Regions from separate parts of the Rattus norvegicus genome. Here region 2 is linked to region 1. The links are chromatin contacts, called in public Hi-C maps. All regions are on one chromosome and are shown on one strand. Each heading gives the region's core, a stretch centred on a gene start, on an enhancer-like site or on the middle of the called end of the contact. The rest is flanking DNA. Distances are from core to core; before and after follow the strand shown.

The links. A called contact is a pair of places that touch in the nucleus more often than the background predicts.
Region 2: a contact with region 1 is called in a Hi-C map of frontal cortex, with 2.5 times the contacts expected there. The contact joins the enhancer-like site here to the promoter of Galnt14 in region 1. A contact is called at or near these places in 5 of 12 Hi-C or Micro-C datasets (frontal cortex, kidney, liver and 2 more).

The regions. Positions count from the first base shown.
Region 1 is chr6:27,504,892-27,512,833 of GRCr8, forward strand. Galnt14 (polypeptide N-acetylgalactosaminyltransferase 14) reads left to right here and starts at 2,987. Exons shown (of 15, transcript NM_001012109.1): 1 at 2,987-3,320. The coding sequence starts at 3,192.
Region 2 is chr6:27,648,909-27,656,850 of GRCr8, forward strand. The region is part of intron 2 of Galnt14 (polypeptide N-acetylgalactosaminyltransferase 14); the gene reads left to right. Among named protein-coding and RNA genes, the nearest start is that of Galnt14, 150 kb to the left of the region's middle. Within about 2 kb of position 4,628, at least 2 of the 93 cell types and tissues checked have an H3K27ac peak or open chromatin away from gene starts, as enhancers often do.

The DNA of each region.
Region 1 (7,942 bases), core at 1,737-4,236:
GACCCTTCCATGCCTGAGCCAAGAGGTTTTCTGTAAGAATGTCACACCACACAGGGGCAAATTGGAGCCCAGAGATATGAATCAGTTGAAGAATCGTGACCAGGAGGTAGGCTCCATTTAGGCAGGAAGAGACTCCTAATTCAGAGCAGATTATTATTATTTTTTAATTTTTTCTACCAAAATTGCTCAGAGATTTTTCTCCCTGTATTGACTGTGATGAGAAAGAAGTAGTTTGTGTTAGTCACCAATGTCATAGCTAATGCACCCTGTGGGGATCACTAGAGCTCTGTGCTACTTAGGCTGAAGTGTGTGTGTGTGTGTGTGTGTGTGTGTGTGTGTGTGTGTGTGTGTTTTCTCATGTGAGTGTATGTGCACATGCATGTGGAGACCATAGGATAACCTTGGATAAGTGTCATCCATCTTGGGTTTTTGAGACACAGTCTCTCACTGGTCTGGAACTTACCAAGCAGACTAGGATAGCCGGCCAGTGAACTTACAATGACCTATCTGTGTCTGCCTCCTCTGCTGTGGGTTTACAAGAATACGTTTTTCCCCCCTTCTCTTCTTTAAGTGAGTTTTGGGAATGGGACTCAGACTCTTGTGCTTGCAAAGCAACCACTGTACAGTCTGAGCCATCGTCACACCCCTAACTCGGTTATTAAAGAACTTTAAATATCTGTCCAAACTTGGGGACTCTGGATACATTGGATCTCGAGGGGGACTGCAGTGCTGGGACCTGCCTAGAGACTGATCTGGCTTCCAAAATTTTGAAGACTCCCCTGTAATATCTTTCCGTTGTAATGGCACTCACTGGCCTGATAGCCTAGATCAACATGTCCTACAGTTGTCCAACGGCACCTAGCAAAACTGGAGTCTTTAGAAATCTCCCGAGGCTCAGGTACTCTTCCCCATGTGAGAGAAAGACAAAATAGTGTGATTCAAAAGCAAGAATTTTAGGAGAAAACCTTCGTTCTCATCAGCGTTACGCACTCTCCCGCGGAGCTGTCTCACCCCAGGGCCTTGGTTTCCCCGTATGCCAAACAGCCTGAGTGAAGCAGGCGTGTGAGGCTGCACCATCTCAAGAGCTTGGCGGTGGTGTTGTGTAACTGTCTGCCATCTGTTACTCAGATGCGGCCCCACAAAGCGCTGAGCAATGGACTCCGCCGCTGCAGCTCCTGCCTGGAGCTCTCAGTGACACTACAGCTTGCTTGGGAGGTCCTCGCTGCAGGGCTGACACAGAACACTTTGCAGGCCCAGGACTGGGACTCGAGGGTGAGGCTCTTGGAAGAGATCCAGGGAGTTCGGAATACTGCAGGAGTGGGTGCTCTCGCTACTCTCCATCGCTCCCTGGACAATTATTTACCCAGGCCTTTGCCTGCCTGAACAACACCTGGGGAGAGTGGACCCAACATTCCAGAAGCCACGGGTCCAAGAGAGACAAGTGTGGGACGTCAGCAGGGGGTCTGGGTGGTGCTCAGCTGCATCTCATAGGCTGGCAAGCTTTTTCTGGCTGACTGAGTCCAGCCCCAAACTCCTTACCTACATCCCCGCTCCAGTACTCTACAGGGCGTTTGCCTCATGGATGAAAGACAAGATATCAAACACAGGAGGTTTGGTGGGGGCGCCTCTGTTTCTGAGCACGCGTCTTGAGGGCTTCATGACACCGGAGGAGGAATTCTGGAGAACTGATTGACACCTTTCTCACCTGCATTTGGGTGTGGGCGCTGTCCCTATACTAAACCCTAGCTCTGTGAGTGAAAATGGCAGGGAGCAAGCGTCTGAGTCACTTACCCTGTCCTCACCTGGAGAAACTTGGAGGTAGCATCCCTCTAACTAAAATGACAGGGTTCCAGTGGCCACTGCTCGGCAGACTTCACAAAAACTTAAACCTTTTCTCTTTGAACTCTGAGGTAATTCAGTGTTAATGTACATAGGCTAAGTTAGGAACCACGTCTCCCTCTTCTACAGTTATGGTTAGAATTTCATCCATCCTATCTGAGGCCTATGTGGAAACTGGAGTCAGATTTGCCCCAGTCTCTAAATCCAAGTGACTTCAGTCTGTATCTGAAAGATATATTGCTTAAAAGCATCTGGGAAAGGCATTTTGGAAGATACTTTCCTGAGTGGTCGCACTCCCAGGACCACTTTTCTCACAGCTTCCCATAGTGGTGCTGACTTTAGACCCTTTTTTGTGACAAGCCCCGATATTTTACAAGAAAAGAACACCCCTCAGGGATTGAATTGTGCCTTAGTTTTTTTAAAAGGACATCTTCCAAGTTAAATTTAGATCGGCTCAGTTTTCCATTAAGAGAAAGTTACCAGGCACCTGCTCAAAGGCAAAGAAATACCTTGGGGGAGATGGCTGAACTCGACCTTGGCCCTGAAATGGTCAAGCAAGTAAGCCTGAACTTCAGACAGCATCTGGGTCAACCCCACTATCCAGTGATGGCTCCAGGTTAGCGGACCCTACCGTGAGCACCACGTGCAGCGCCCCACAGCAAACAGAAACTCCTCCCAGTCAGTGCCTCACCTGGCGCGGGTTGGTCCTTAAGTATCAGCTTGTGGCTGTTGTAGCCAGTATCCTCCTCGTAACTCATCCCCGCCCAACCCCTCCCAGCACAACCCTAGCCCGGGATGGTCCCAGAGCTGCATCCCAGGTCCCTGAACCGCACGGTGCTCCTCGGTCGGCGGGAGGCGGTAGCGCCCCCGCTCAGAACCGGGTTCGCTCCCGCCCCACTCTCCTTCGGAGTCAGTCTGTCTGTCGAGCCCGCCCTCCCTCCGCGCTCCCTCCTCCTCGTGCTCCTCCGGGGGTGCCGGGCACAGCCTCGGATTCCACCTTCGCGGCTGCTCGAGTCAGTTTCCCTCGCGGCGGCGGCGGGCAAAGGCAGCCGCGGCGCGCAGCAGCATCTCGGCGGCCGCCGCGGCTCTCAGATTGGAGCCGGCGCCGGGCTGAGCTGCCCCTGGTCCCTTCCCGGTCGCGTCTCTAGTCTCCAGCACCCCTCGCCGCTCCGTCCCCGGCTGTGGCTTCCCTCCGAAGCCGGCGGGGCAGGATCCCGCCATTCAGCATCCGGATCCCAGGAGCAACGTTTCCCCTAGAGCGAGGCGCTCGGCGACTCGTGCCCCGCCACCCCTGACCGCCGGGGGGTGCCCCAGGGACGCGTCGCCACCAAGAGAAGCAGGCAGAGGGGACCATGCGGCGGCTGACTCGCCGCTTGGCGCTGCCCATCTTTGGGGTGCTTTGGATCACCGTGCTGCTGTTCTTCTGGGTCACCAAGAGGAAGTTGGAGGTGCCGCTGGGACCCGAAGTGCAGACCCCCAAGGTATGCCGTTTCGTGGCGCTCAGGGCTCCGGACACTAGCCTGTGGGAGGGTGCGTGGTCCACGCACTGGGTTTGAGGGTTCCAAGTCAGGGGCTCCGGGTGCCGCGAGCAGGTAACAGGCGCGGGATGCGGCCATAGGGAGGTGCTTGAGGAATTTAAGAAGCTTGGGGCGTCTCCGTATCTTTGGCGTGTGTAAGTGGCAGTGGGCGTGGGTGGTGGGCGCGCGCTCGCAGGCAGAACAGGGCTCCTAACTTAACTAGCAGTCCGGTGGCCAAGGGGGCGCTGCGGACTAGCCACTCTGGGACTGACTGTTGGTGGGTGCCGCTAGAGGGTCACTGGAGGTTGCTGGTGAGCGATGCTGGCACCCAGGAGAAGTCTGGTGGATGTGAAGACCTCCTTCCTTTTGCTGTCAGGCCTCAGAGGAGGAGGCTGATGACCCTGGTGCGGTGCGCACGCGAGCAACACTGGCGAGGCCACTGGAGGCCTCCTCGCGGGTGCCTTCCCTACCCACCTGGTCTGGCTTGGTGCCACCCCATTCGCTGAGTTGGAAGTTGATTGCGCTCAGAATACCACGGAGGAGCCCATAAGAACAGAAACCTTCCTACTGGCAGGGAGTTGGGGAAATGGGAATCCAAGTGGCTTTTCTAACTCTTGTCCAGTCAGTGCAGCCAGAGGGGTAGAAGGTTCCCCCTACTGGCTCTCTCTTGAGATTCAGAGCCCCTGCCTTTCTTTTCCACAGCCTTGTGCAAACAGAGCGAGGCCTCTGGGGATTTGCTGACAGCTAAACATTTATGAGCCCAGGGCAGCCTCTAGAAGTGGGAGAAGGCCTTGGAGGGGCCTGTGGTGGGAAGGAGGAAGGCTGATGAACATCACTGTGTTGAACGAGAGTGGATCTCACTGATAAGTACAGTCGGGGGGGGGGGCTACTGTGTGCTGAGTGCATAGTGGGTGCTTTCTTCATAAGTCGTTGTTGAATATCGTTCTTATTTCATAGGTGGGGAAACAGGACAAGAGTCTTTAATTAACTCGCCCTAGAACATACTGGATTTGAACTCAGACCTCCACAGAATTTTCCCACTTGGATCCAGAATAGTCTTTTGAAACAAAGTACACTGGCAATGTCTTTTGGAATCTTGCCAATGTTAGTTGATCACACAGTAAGTGTTTAGTTAGTACCCATGTAACTAGGCTATGTGCTAGGTGCCAATGAGATGCAGAGAGACAGGATTTGCTCCTAGGTGGAGCGTGGTTTTGCTCATCAGTGGTCCAGGACATGCAGGATTGACAGTCAAGTGGGTTCGCTGCACTGGGTGTCATGGGAGACTGGGGACTCCTGGAGGAGGATACAATAGGTGAGTGGAGAAGGATGGACCAGTGGCCCGTAGGCAGAGCACATCCTAAATAGGAAATAAATCAGGTTTGAAGGAACAGGGCATCTTGAAGCCTGGGGAGGTCAGAGGAATGAGACAGGGCAGTGTGTATGGGTCTCGTCAGGAAGGACCATGGACCTTGGAGATGGTTAAGCAGAGTAGTGATGCAGTGGATGGGTACGAGCTTCAGTCAGCCTTTGTAGTACAGGATCAATTTTCTCAACGACAACACAGACCCTGACCACGAATCTGTGGGGCTTTTTCTTCTTTTTCCCTAGGTGGTTCTGCTCTGTGTGCTGCAGTTAATGATGCCTGCAGGGACATGAACTTTCTCTGTTTTGTGCTGAATCTCATTACCTTAAGCTGACTTATTCTTAGTCTTGCCCCAGGGATATGGAGCAAGAGCTCTTTTCCCTTTGGGGTGGACTTTGTCTTTACTCCTCTCCGTCTTCTTATGCTGCTCTGTGTTCAATGCGTAGTGACAACAGCCAGCCAGGTGCCCGGCACTGTGCTAGGCTTGGGTGCTGCTCTGAGGGGTCTGTCCTGCCTGTTTGGAGAGTGTAGGGTAAACTCTGGGGAGTTCCTTGCTGATGTGGAATCATAAGCAAATGATAGTCCCATATCAGGAGTTTGTCTAAAAGTCTGTTCTTTGTCTCAACATTTCACGCACCCCTTATTTTGTATATTTCTCTAAAGCCTCAATAAATCTTGACACATTTTATTATTAGGTGTACCCTTCTCCCCTTTTTTGGCTACTGTTTTTCTAGATCCCACTTTTCACTTGTATGTGTCTATATATATGTCTTGTGTACATTTTTTATATATATTTATATGTGACCATTCCTCTGGATCTTAGTGTGTATGTCTTAGTTAGGGTTGCTATAGTTGTGTTAAAACATCATAAGCAAAAACACGTTGGGGAGGAGAGGGTTTATTTGGCCTACACTTTCGTATCGATATTCTTCACCAAAGGAAATCAGGACAGGAACTCAAACAGGGCAGGAACTTGGAGGCAGGGGCTCATGCAGAGGCCATGGAGGAGTGCTGCTTACTGGCTTGCTCTCCAAAGCTTGCTTAGCCTGCTCTTTTATAGAACCCAGGACCACCAACCCGGGGATAGCTCCATGCACAATGGATTGGACCCTTCTCCACTGTCTTAGTTTGGGTTTTACTGCTGTGAACAGACACCATGACCAAGGCTTACAGGTTCAGAGGTTCAGTCCATTATCATCAAAGCAAGAGCATGGTAGCATCCAGGCAGGCATGGTGCAGAAGGAGCTAAGAGTTCAACATCTTCATCTGAAGGTCATGAGGAGAAAGGCTGGCTTCTAGGCAGCTAAGACAGGGTCTATTAGCCCACACCCACAGTGACACACCTACTCCAACAAGGCCACACCTATTCCAATAGGGCCACACCTTCTAACAGTGCCACTGCCTTGGGCTGAGCATATGCAAATCATTACACAAGAAAAAAGCAAAGCAAATTCAATTGATTGTAGTTTTGAGGATCCAAAGACCCAGCCTATACTGGTGGGGAATGGATTGCTGTAGAGGATATACCCATGGGGAAACGGGTACAACCCAACGGTGGAAAAGGGAGTAGGGCAACAGCAAGGCCTGTCAGTTTAGATCAGTGGTTCTCAACCTTCCTAACTCTGCAACCCTCTAATACAGTTTCTCCTGCTGTGATGACTCCCAACCATAAAATTATTTTCACTGCTACATCATAACTGCAATTTTGCGACTGTTAGGAATCGTAATGTAAATATCTGCTACGTGGGAGGATAACTGGTTTGTGACCCCTGTGAAAGGGTCATTTGGTCCTTGAGACCCACAGGTTGAGAACTCCTGATTTAGACTCTTTTAATCTCTCTGAGCAGCATTCTTTTCTCCTGGGTGTGGACAGGACCCCTTCTGGAATGAAGGGCTTAGATCAGACAAGGTAGGCCAGAGAATTTCTTTATGGCCATCTCTAACACACAGAGTGTGTTAGACTCATTCTTTGAAGCTATATGACTTGATTTGGGTAAAGGAATCCTACTATCCCATGGCTTGCCCTAGGGAAGAGAGATTTCAGGTTCTTTGCCTTGCCCTTGGGAGAGAATGGGGATCAGGAGACAGGAGGAAATGCTCATCACGAGACTTTGCTTCTGAGACTTTCACTTTGTTTTTGTTTGTTTGTTTGTTTATATGTTTGTTTTAAAGACTTATTTGCTTGCTTTGTGTATGTTAGCACACTGTCGATGCCTTCAAACACACCAGAAGAGGACATAGGATCTCATTACAGATGGGCCACCATGTGGTTGGTGGGAATTGAACTCAGGACCTCTGGAAAAGCAGTCAGGGCTCTTAACTGTGGTGTCGTCTCTCCAGCCCCTCGGGTATTTTCTTTTTAAAGCCCCACATCAGCATGGTGGTGAGGGTCAGCTTATTTCTAAAGCCAGAACAGAGGACTTCCTGTGCATCTTCAGAGACGTTGAGGCTGCTGCAGGTCTGGGACAGGGCTCCTACACTGGGGACTGCATAGCTAGTCATAGGCTCTCAGGTCCTGTTCTCCTTTCCTTGGTGTGCTGTGGAATGTCCCCATTTTCCTAGTCTTCACAGCAGTCCCGATGCAACCCTCTGCTCAGAGTGTCACCATCTGAGTGACATGGATGAGGACAAGATTGCTGCAGTCATTGGATTTTTGTCTTAGTTTCATTAGGGGGTGATTCTAGGAGCTGGGCTGACAACTCAGTAAAGGGCTAGCCTCGGTGCTCAAGCATGAGGACCTGAGTTCTGTGTCCAGCACCCTCCCCCACTCCCAAAAAAGCCACTACTATCACAGGACCTAATGAGTTGCTAGGAAGCAGGTGGGGACAGAGAGGAAATGGTGACTGTGAGAAATGTTGCTGCCTTGTAGTACGGCCACCTCTTTCCTCCAGGCTCCGTCACATGTGCTCTTGGGATCTCAGCTCTATTGAGGTAGGGACAGGATTCCTGGCTGAATTAGCGAGTTCTAGGCTACTGAAAGAGCTGGTCTCAAAAGACAAGGTTGGGGTAGGAGAGATGGCTCACCTGGTGAAATGCTTGCATGCAGCTCTGAGTTTGACTCACTAGCCTGAACAAAAGAAAAAGAAGACGGGGCAGTTGTCACAGTGTGCCACTGTAATCCTGGATGTGAGGAGCGAGACACGGGCAGAGCCCTGGGGCGCTCTGGCAGGGCAGTGTAGCCAAATACTGAGCTCAGGCTTCAGCAAGGAAGCCCATCTCA
Region 2 (7,942 bases), core at 3,378-5,877, 150 kb after region 1:
GGGATAGGCATTCCATGTTGGAATAAGACCATAGGAAACTATCAGACAGGAGAGCCAGGGCATTGTTGAATCAGTTCTGTTTCGAGGATGAGATGATGATTTGTAGGAGCAGAGAAAACATTCTGGAAGAGAAACTTACAGAGTCATGTTTAGCAAAGTCTCAACTTTAGGAGAAGGGCTTAGAGTTAACTCAGTAAACAACTAGAAGACTCCTATTCTCATACTAGACTACTCTATTGCCATGGCAACCCTGGAGATGCCCTATGCACATTTTATGCCAGTGCTGTGTTATAGGAACTTCTAATAGAGGAAAGGAACCAAAGTGCACTAAAACAAAATGGGGCAGGGTCGCAATGATGCCTCCAAGGGAGGAGGAATACCAAACTAAGATTGGTGCTAAGGAGCTTGGCATGGATCTTAGCAACAGAACCCTTCGGGTGGTTTTATGGCTGTCATACTGAGCCACTTGTTTGTAGGTGAGATGGGAGGGAAGAGAAGCAAATACTGGCCTTAGAGTAAAGGAACTGGATGTGGCAATAGGACCTGTCCTTCATTCCAGAGCAACTTCTGTGCTTCAGAATGAGCACCAGAGTGGGTTATTGAGACCTGGGCACATCATCAAAAGTAGAGATGGACCACACATCTAGATGAGAAGAACCAGGCTCAGCAAGTTAAAGGAGCCTATCCAAGGTCAAACTGTTCATCATCGATTTGCTGAAACTCAAAGTCAGGTTCTAAGGTTCTAAACTGTGTGTGTGTGTGTGTGTGTGTGTGTGTGTGTGTGTGTGTGTGTGTGTGTTTGTGTGTTTCTGTGGACTAAGTCTACTGTTGGGGAAAAGACAGAGCGAGACATAGAAACAAACAGAAAGACAGAAACAGATCAACAGAGACAGTGACAGACTAATTGAGATGAACTTGGCCTTGGAACAAGGAGAAAAAGGTGATGCACAGGGATTGTGGGTTTGACAGTTAAGAGTTTGGTAAGTATATTTTAGCTATGCCAGGAAATACAAAAAGTAACACTTCAATCATCTAATGAATGAACAGTGCCATCTACTATCCTGTCACCTAGGCCAAACTGTAATGGGCAGGTGACCAGAGAAGCTCCCATTGTGTCCTTGAAGGGCACAATGGACCTTGAAGGTCCTTGTGGCCTTGGTTCTGGAGATTTGCCTGGATCTGTTCCCCATAGTTCATATGGTCTGAGGATTTGGGGAAAGTAAAGAAGTCCAGAAAAGATCCAAGCATATGTTTAATGGCCAAATGGGAAGGTATTTTGGACTAAACATTTGCCATGAGGAACTTAGACTGCTGATTACTGCTTACAAAACAATGAGGGATGTTCTGTGGGAAAGCTGATGTTTGTTCCATGGAATGATATTTCTCCAGCATAGCAGCCTCTCCACGTGGGTAACTGGAGACTCCCTTGCCCTTCTGCAGCCATTGCTACAATCTTCTCCTATGGACTACCCCTGTCTTAGCTAGGATTTCCTGTTGCTGCCATGAGGCATCGTGACAAAAGCAACTTAGGGAGGGAAAGGTTTATTTGGCTTACACTTCCATGTCACTGTTCATCATCAAAAGCAGTCAAGACAGGAACTCAGACTTGGAAGTAGGAGCTGATGAAGAGGCTATGAAGGAGGGCTACTTATTGGCTTGCTCCTCGTGGCTTGCTCAGCCTGCTTTCCTATAGAACCATAGACTACCAGCCCACAGATGGCACCTCTTACAGTGGGCTGCCCTCCCCATCAATCACTAATCAAGAAAAATTCTTACAGCAGGATCTTATGGAGGCATTTTCTTAGTTGAGCTTCCCCTCTTTCAGATCATTTTAGCTTCTGTCAAGTTGACAGAAAACTGCCCAGAACAGCAACTTTCCATAAGCACTTTGGTTAAACTCCCAAACCAATATTATTTTTACCTTTTTTATGATAATATTTCATATTTTAGCTATGCACTTTGCCAAAAATCCAAGAGCCAGACCTAGGTCTTCATTCCTCTTCTGACACCTCCTTCTTGTCGGGTTATCTTTTGGCATTTTGCCAAACATTTTGAGGCAGTATCATAGAATATGGAGAGAAATATAAGAGTATCTGGGCTCTCCTTAAGACAAGGCTCTAACCTCTTTGCCATCTGTGATGGCTAGTTCTGGTTGTCAATTTGACTGCATCTGGAATGAACTAAAACCCAAGTACCTGGGCACAGATGTGAGGATTTATTTTTCTTAATTAAATTATTTGAAGTGGGAAGACCTATTTTTAATCCAGATCTTTTGAGGTGGAAAAACCCACTTTTAATTTGGGCCACACCTTTTGCTGGCAGTTCTCTCTCTCTCTCTCTCTCTCTCTCTCTCTCTCTCTCTCTCTCTCTCTCTCCTCTCCCACCCCCCGGAAATTTATTTCCTTCACTGGCATTATAGCCTATTCATTTTGGGATTCTGGAATATACTGAAGACCAGCTGAGAAATCCAGCATTGTGGGGTTCATCTGGTAGACAACCATTGTTGGGCTAGCTGGACCACAGCCTGTGCGCCTGTAATTCTAGTAAAATCTAGTATATATACAGCATCCATTTCTTCATGTGAACCATGAGAGTAATGACAAGGTGGTTATTACGGTCACTTCCAGCTCCATCTGCTGCCTCATCGCTCTTCTTCCAGTAAGAGTGTGTGCAAGCGCCGACTTAGGAGCGGAATCGGGTTGGAAGCTATTTCCAGAAACATGACACCTTCCTGCTTTGCAGTCTCTTCCTCCCACCCCCAACGCCCTCAATTAATCTTTACCTCCACAAACTCCCCTTCCTAGCCTGACTCAAGGGCCCTCAAGAACCATTAGCACCATCCTTTATTAGCACCACCTGTTTCCTCCAGTCAGCCTTCCTTACTTCTTCCTCAGCATGGAGATCATCAGGCCTCTCCTGGCCTGATGTACTAGCATCTCTTGGTCAGATGTTTGGTCAATTGTCAGACCTTCTTTTACACTGGAAACACAGACTGTGTTAGCACAATGGTCCTCTCAGCATCAGGACTATTTGCTGCTGAGCAGGGCATGACTTGTGGGTGGCAGTTTAGCATATTGTATGTAGTCACTTGTCTGATGTGTCACCTAGAATAGGGACCCAGAACCTTCACACTTCTCATCTTTAACACCTACAAGTTGCCACACGACAGTCTCCTCCCCTGCCTCCAGTACTTTAAAGAATCATTGGTTTGTGGTGTATGAAGCATACAGCCCTAATGCTTGGGTGCTAGTAGGTTACTTGAAGAAATCATAAGGGTGCTAGGACTAGGGCCAAGGTAACCGGACTATTCCTATATAAAAGGATGTATGATCCAGGATGTCCTCCATGTAAAGCTACGTGTGTCTTGTATTTATGTAATAGTTTACATCTCTTGCAATGTCCTCTTTGGTCTTGGGTGAAGGGACCATTTCAGGGAAGGAAGCTGAGGCTCAGGCAAGGGACCTGAAACACTAAAGGCAAGGCTAGATTTTCAAACCCTTGAGAATTTGGGAAAACATATTTCTTCTATCTGGTCCTTGGATGAGTCGCAGAAACTTCTCGAGACTCTACTTCTTCATCCATAGAATGGGAATAATGATGATCTTCTCCCTGCTCTGTAGTGGTAGAAGAAAACATGGTAGGCTCAGAGGAGGAGAGGTGATGGCGGATGCAAGATAAGCATGGAAGGACACTGGCTTAGGACTTTCTCCCACCCTCGTTACTTGGGGTGTTTCTCTTGCTCTATGTGCATTGTGCTGAGCTCAGCTCAAGAATGGTTTGGTATAGAGCATGCTGACAGGAAGTCCTTGGAGAGCTCTGGACTCCTACCACTGAGCATTCCACTTGAATGTCAAACTGACTTTAAAAGCTGGAAAGCAGCAAAGCAGTGGGGAGGCATTCGCAGCAGTTCATCTGGTGGAGTTTATACTTAAAAGATGCTAAGGAGAGAAGCCAAGGCCAGAAGAAGAAGTGATTTAGGGCTCAGGGCCAGCAAGTATAAAATGTGTTTGACAAGAGATGAAAAGAGCAGGAGAGGAGACGACAGCTGTGGGTGGGAGACGCTGGAGAGAGGAGGTCCAAGCCCAGCATGGTGACAGACAGTGGAATGGCACAGGGGGAGCCACACGTGAGGCCTGAGGTGGCGGCTAGAAAGCCAGATGAACATTTGTGTAAGGAGGAGTCTTTGGTGCTGGGCCAGCCAGGTCCCTCTATGCTAGTTAGAAGGAAGATCTGTAAATGTGAAGGTGGGTATCTTGGGTATCTTTGGGAACACAAAAAGAAGCCCTTATATTGATGGAGGCTCTATCACAAACAAGCTGCTCTTGCTTTCTTACCTTACCTGCTCCAGAAATAAACCTGCAGTTGGCCAGAGTAGCCACACTGTCACTTCCTCTTGCCCCCAGTCCCTCAGCCTGAGTCTCCTTCATTGGTCATTCACACACTTTCCTGAGCCTGCCTGGGTCATCTCTCCAGACAGAGAACACAGTGTCTCTTGGCTCTCAGATCTGCTCCCTGCTAGGTTAAATCCTTCTGTTCACCGTTTGAGCTGAGTCAGACACCCTGGTCACGCTCTTCTTTTGCTCTATGTTTTGCCAGTCCACTTTCTAGAGATCTCCAAGTCTCTGTGCACTCTGCTCAGCTCTGTGCCTCATGCCTCCCGCTCAGGTGACATAGCAACCCCAGCCACCCAACTGGCTTAGCCCTGAGTGGCACCCATTCAAGATCACACCCCCACAGTCTAGAGCTATCCAAAGGCAGACTAATGGTGCCTCCCTCCTCTGACACTCTTTTCTGACAGTGTGCATGTCTTTCCCCACAGCCTTGCAAAAGGCAGGCCAGAGCTCATCTTCTCATCATCTTCTCTCTGTTCAGGACACTCCTTCATCTCTCAGTAATTCAGTGTGTCTCTCTCTGGGATAATCTCAGCCTAAGTCCAGCATCTTCCACACACTCACGTCCATGTCTGAAAAAGAAAACTATCCCCCTAAAATTGTAAGAATCTCTCCCCTTTCTGTCTCTTACCCAAGCTTTGAGAGACATGTATCAGGGGTGCTGACCTCTTTTTGTATCTCAGAGTCCAGTGCAGTCCCTGGCTGTCATTCCTTGTCCACCAGAATCAGCACTATGAACAGAGACTCAAGGTGTGCCTTAAATCCATTTCCAAACTCTCTATTGAAAACAATGTCTGGGAGTGCAGGGGTGGGAAGGAATCCTCAGAACAGAATGATAAAATCAAATCATGGGAAATTTAAAGCTGCCTTCACTCCACAAAGGATTCTCGTGTTCACTCATAAATCCGGGACCATAATCGGCAAGCACTTATTGGTCATACTGCTCCCCTGGCATGTGCCAGGCACCTTATATATGTGCTCTCGGCTAAGCCTCACAACTTTACTATGATCCTAGTTTTAGAGATGAGTAAATTGACTCTGGCAGCTAGAGTAACTTGCCTGCAAGGAATATAAAAATGTAGGAAAGTGGCCCTGCCCATAGGTCGTCAGAGTCTCCCTGCAGAGATGGACAGCTTTGTGGACACACTCAGGTCATCCGATGTGTGTTGGAGGAAGGTCTTTAGACCAAGGGATACACAGTATCTGCAACTAAGCACCTGGGAAAGGGGGTGGTGAAAGGACAGAGGAGATGTCTAGAAAATGTCAGTAGGGCATAACCAAGGGAGAAGGGTGAGCTGGTTTAGTGAGGACAGAAGGTTCCTATGAGGGAGCTGTTAAAAGGGGGAAGTGTTTGAGGGCATGTGACTGCAAGTAGAGAGTCATCAGGAATGATATATGACAGAGCTGGGACACAGGTCAGACATGGGAGGGCAAAAAAGAAGGGGTAGAGACAGATTTGGGGAGGGGTTCACTCAGAGGGTATTAACTTAGGAAAGTGGAGAAGCCTTTGTTTTTTGTTACCTGACCCCTAAGAGCTTTTCCAAGGGAAACATTATCAAGAGTCTCTGGAGAAGAGATACTGGACACTTGGCCCTCAAGAGAAGCATACCTGAACCCAAGAGCCTGAGTCTGGCCTTTCCTTAGTGCCACAGGCATAGTTCTGATCTCAGCTGCTCCCTTGTAAGGAACTTTCTCCTCTTGAGCAAAGGAAGGCCAGAGTTGGGAAGTCTGGGAAATGTGTGCAAGCATCAGGAAACAGGAAGAGGACACATTCTTTAGCCCATGGTTTTCTGACTTTTCTAAAACATTCTAGCATGCAGTCTTCAAAACACAAAATGTAGACAAAGGCTAATATTAAATAAGACTTGAATCAATGTCTTAGGGTTTCTATTGCCGTGATGACATACCAAAACTTACCAAAAAGCAAGTTGGAGATGAAAGGATGTATTTAGCTTATACTCCCACAGCACTGTTATCATTGAAGGAAGCCAGGACAGGAACTCAAACATGGCAGGGTCTTGGAGGCAGAAGCTGACGGAGAGACCATGGAAGGGTGTTGCTTACTGGCTTGCTCCTCATGGCTTCCTCAGTTTTCCTATAGAACTCAGGACCAATAACCCAGGGATGGCACTACCCACCATGGGCTGGGCCCTCCTCCATCAATCACTACATAAGAAATTACCTTACATGGGGTTGGGGATTTAGCTCAGTGGTAGAGCGCTTGCCTAGCGAGCGCAAGGCCCTGGGTTTGGTCCCCAGCTCCGAGAAAAAAAAAAAAAAAAAAAAAGAAATTACCTTACAGCTGGATCTTATGGAGGCATTTTCTCACTTGAGGCTCCTTCTTCTCTGATGACTCTAGCGTGTGTCAAGTTGACATAAAACCAACCAGAACAATTGGTGAGTTGTACATCCCTCAAGGGTATGGGAACAAGATGGGTGAGGCACTGGGCTGGGAGCAAGAATGTCTGGTTTTAGACAAGTGTCTGCTGCTCGCTGTCTCCTCTATGGTGAGAGAGGAGGGATGCACCATCTACCCGGGGAATCACTGTGCACATTTAGAGGTCTGTGAAGAGTACCTGAGACAGAGCGAGCATTTGGTAAGCATATCTATTATTACTATTGTGTCATGTGACTCCAGCAGGGCTAAAATAAGACATAAAGGCACCCTGCTCCCAGACACCGAAGATCTTTTTCAGGAAACACTCAAAAATAAGTCTTGGCCTATCCCCAACACTTTCTGGTCCCAAGAAGAAGCTTCTGCATTTATAGAACTTTTGGAGAGCACTCTCCTTCACACACACACACACACGCACACACACACACACACACACACACACACACACACACACACGCACACACACACACCTGCCATCTGGGCAGTATTGGTGCTAATTGACCTAGGTCCTAGTACCAAAGGGAACCCTCTTCACAGTGTATGCAAGCTGAGAAAGAACAATCCCCTCATTCAGCCACCAGCTGGCCTCTGTCTTTGGTTCGCTTTTGAGTGTCTGCTCAGCATAAAAGACCTACATTGGTTCACCAAATGAGCCTGGTGCACAGTGGAGCAATGGCCATTTCTTGAGGTCTAACTCAAAAGGAGGAACCCATGTTCTTTAGGGTAAGTGGGTATTCTGAGCCCCTATTGCACTTGTCTGTACATGACACAGAGATGCCCCAAGGAGTTGGACTGGTGCTGGAGATTTAAAAAGTCCTTACAGAGGAATTGCCACAGCACTAAGAACAGAGGGGTGTGTGCTGGTCCCAAGAGCAGCAGGCATCCTGCCTTCCACATCAGTATGTGTGTTTTTGGCAGAGGGTGGGCAGACAAAGGCGAATCATGATCTAATGTGATGGATCATTAAACTGTGCATTCAGATGCCAGTTGGTAAATTAGTCCAAGTCTGACTTGAAGAGCTAATGGAGAATGGAGACAGCAAGGGAGATCTCATGAAGGCGATCAATTTATTTCCAGTAGTCTATCAATTATTTTCAGAGTGTGGCCTTTTCTGGTATTTTGACACTGTCTTAATTTTGCCTCTAGTGCCCTCAGC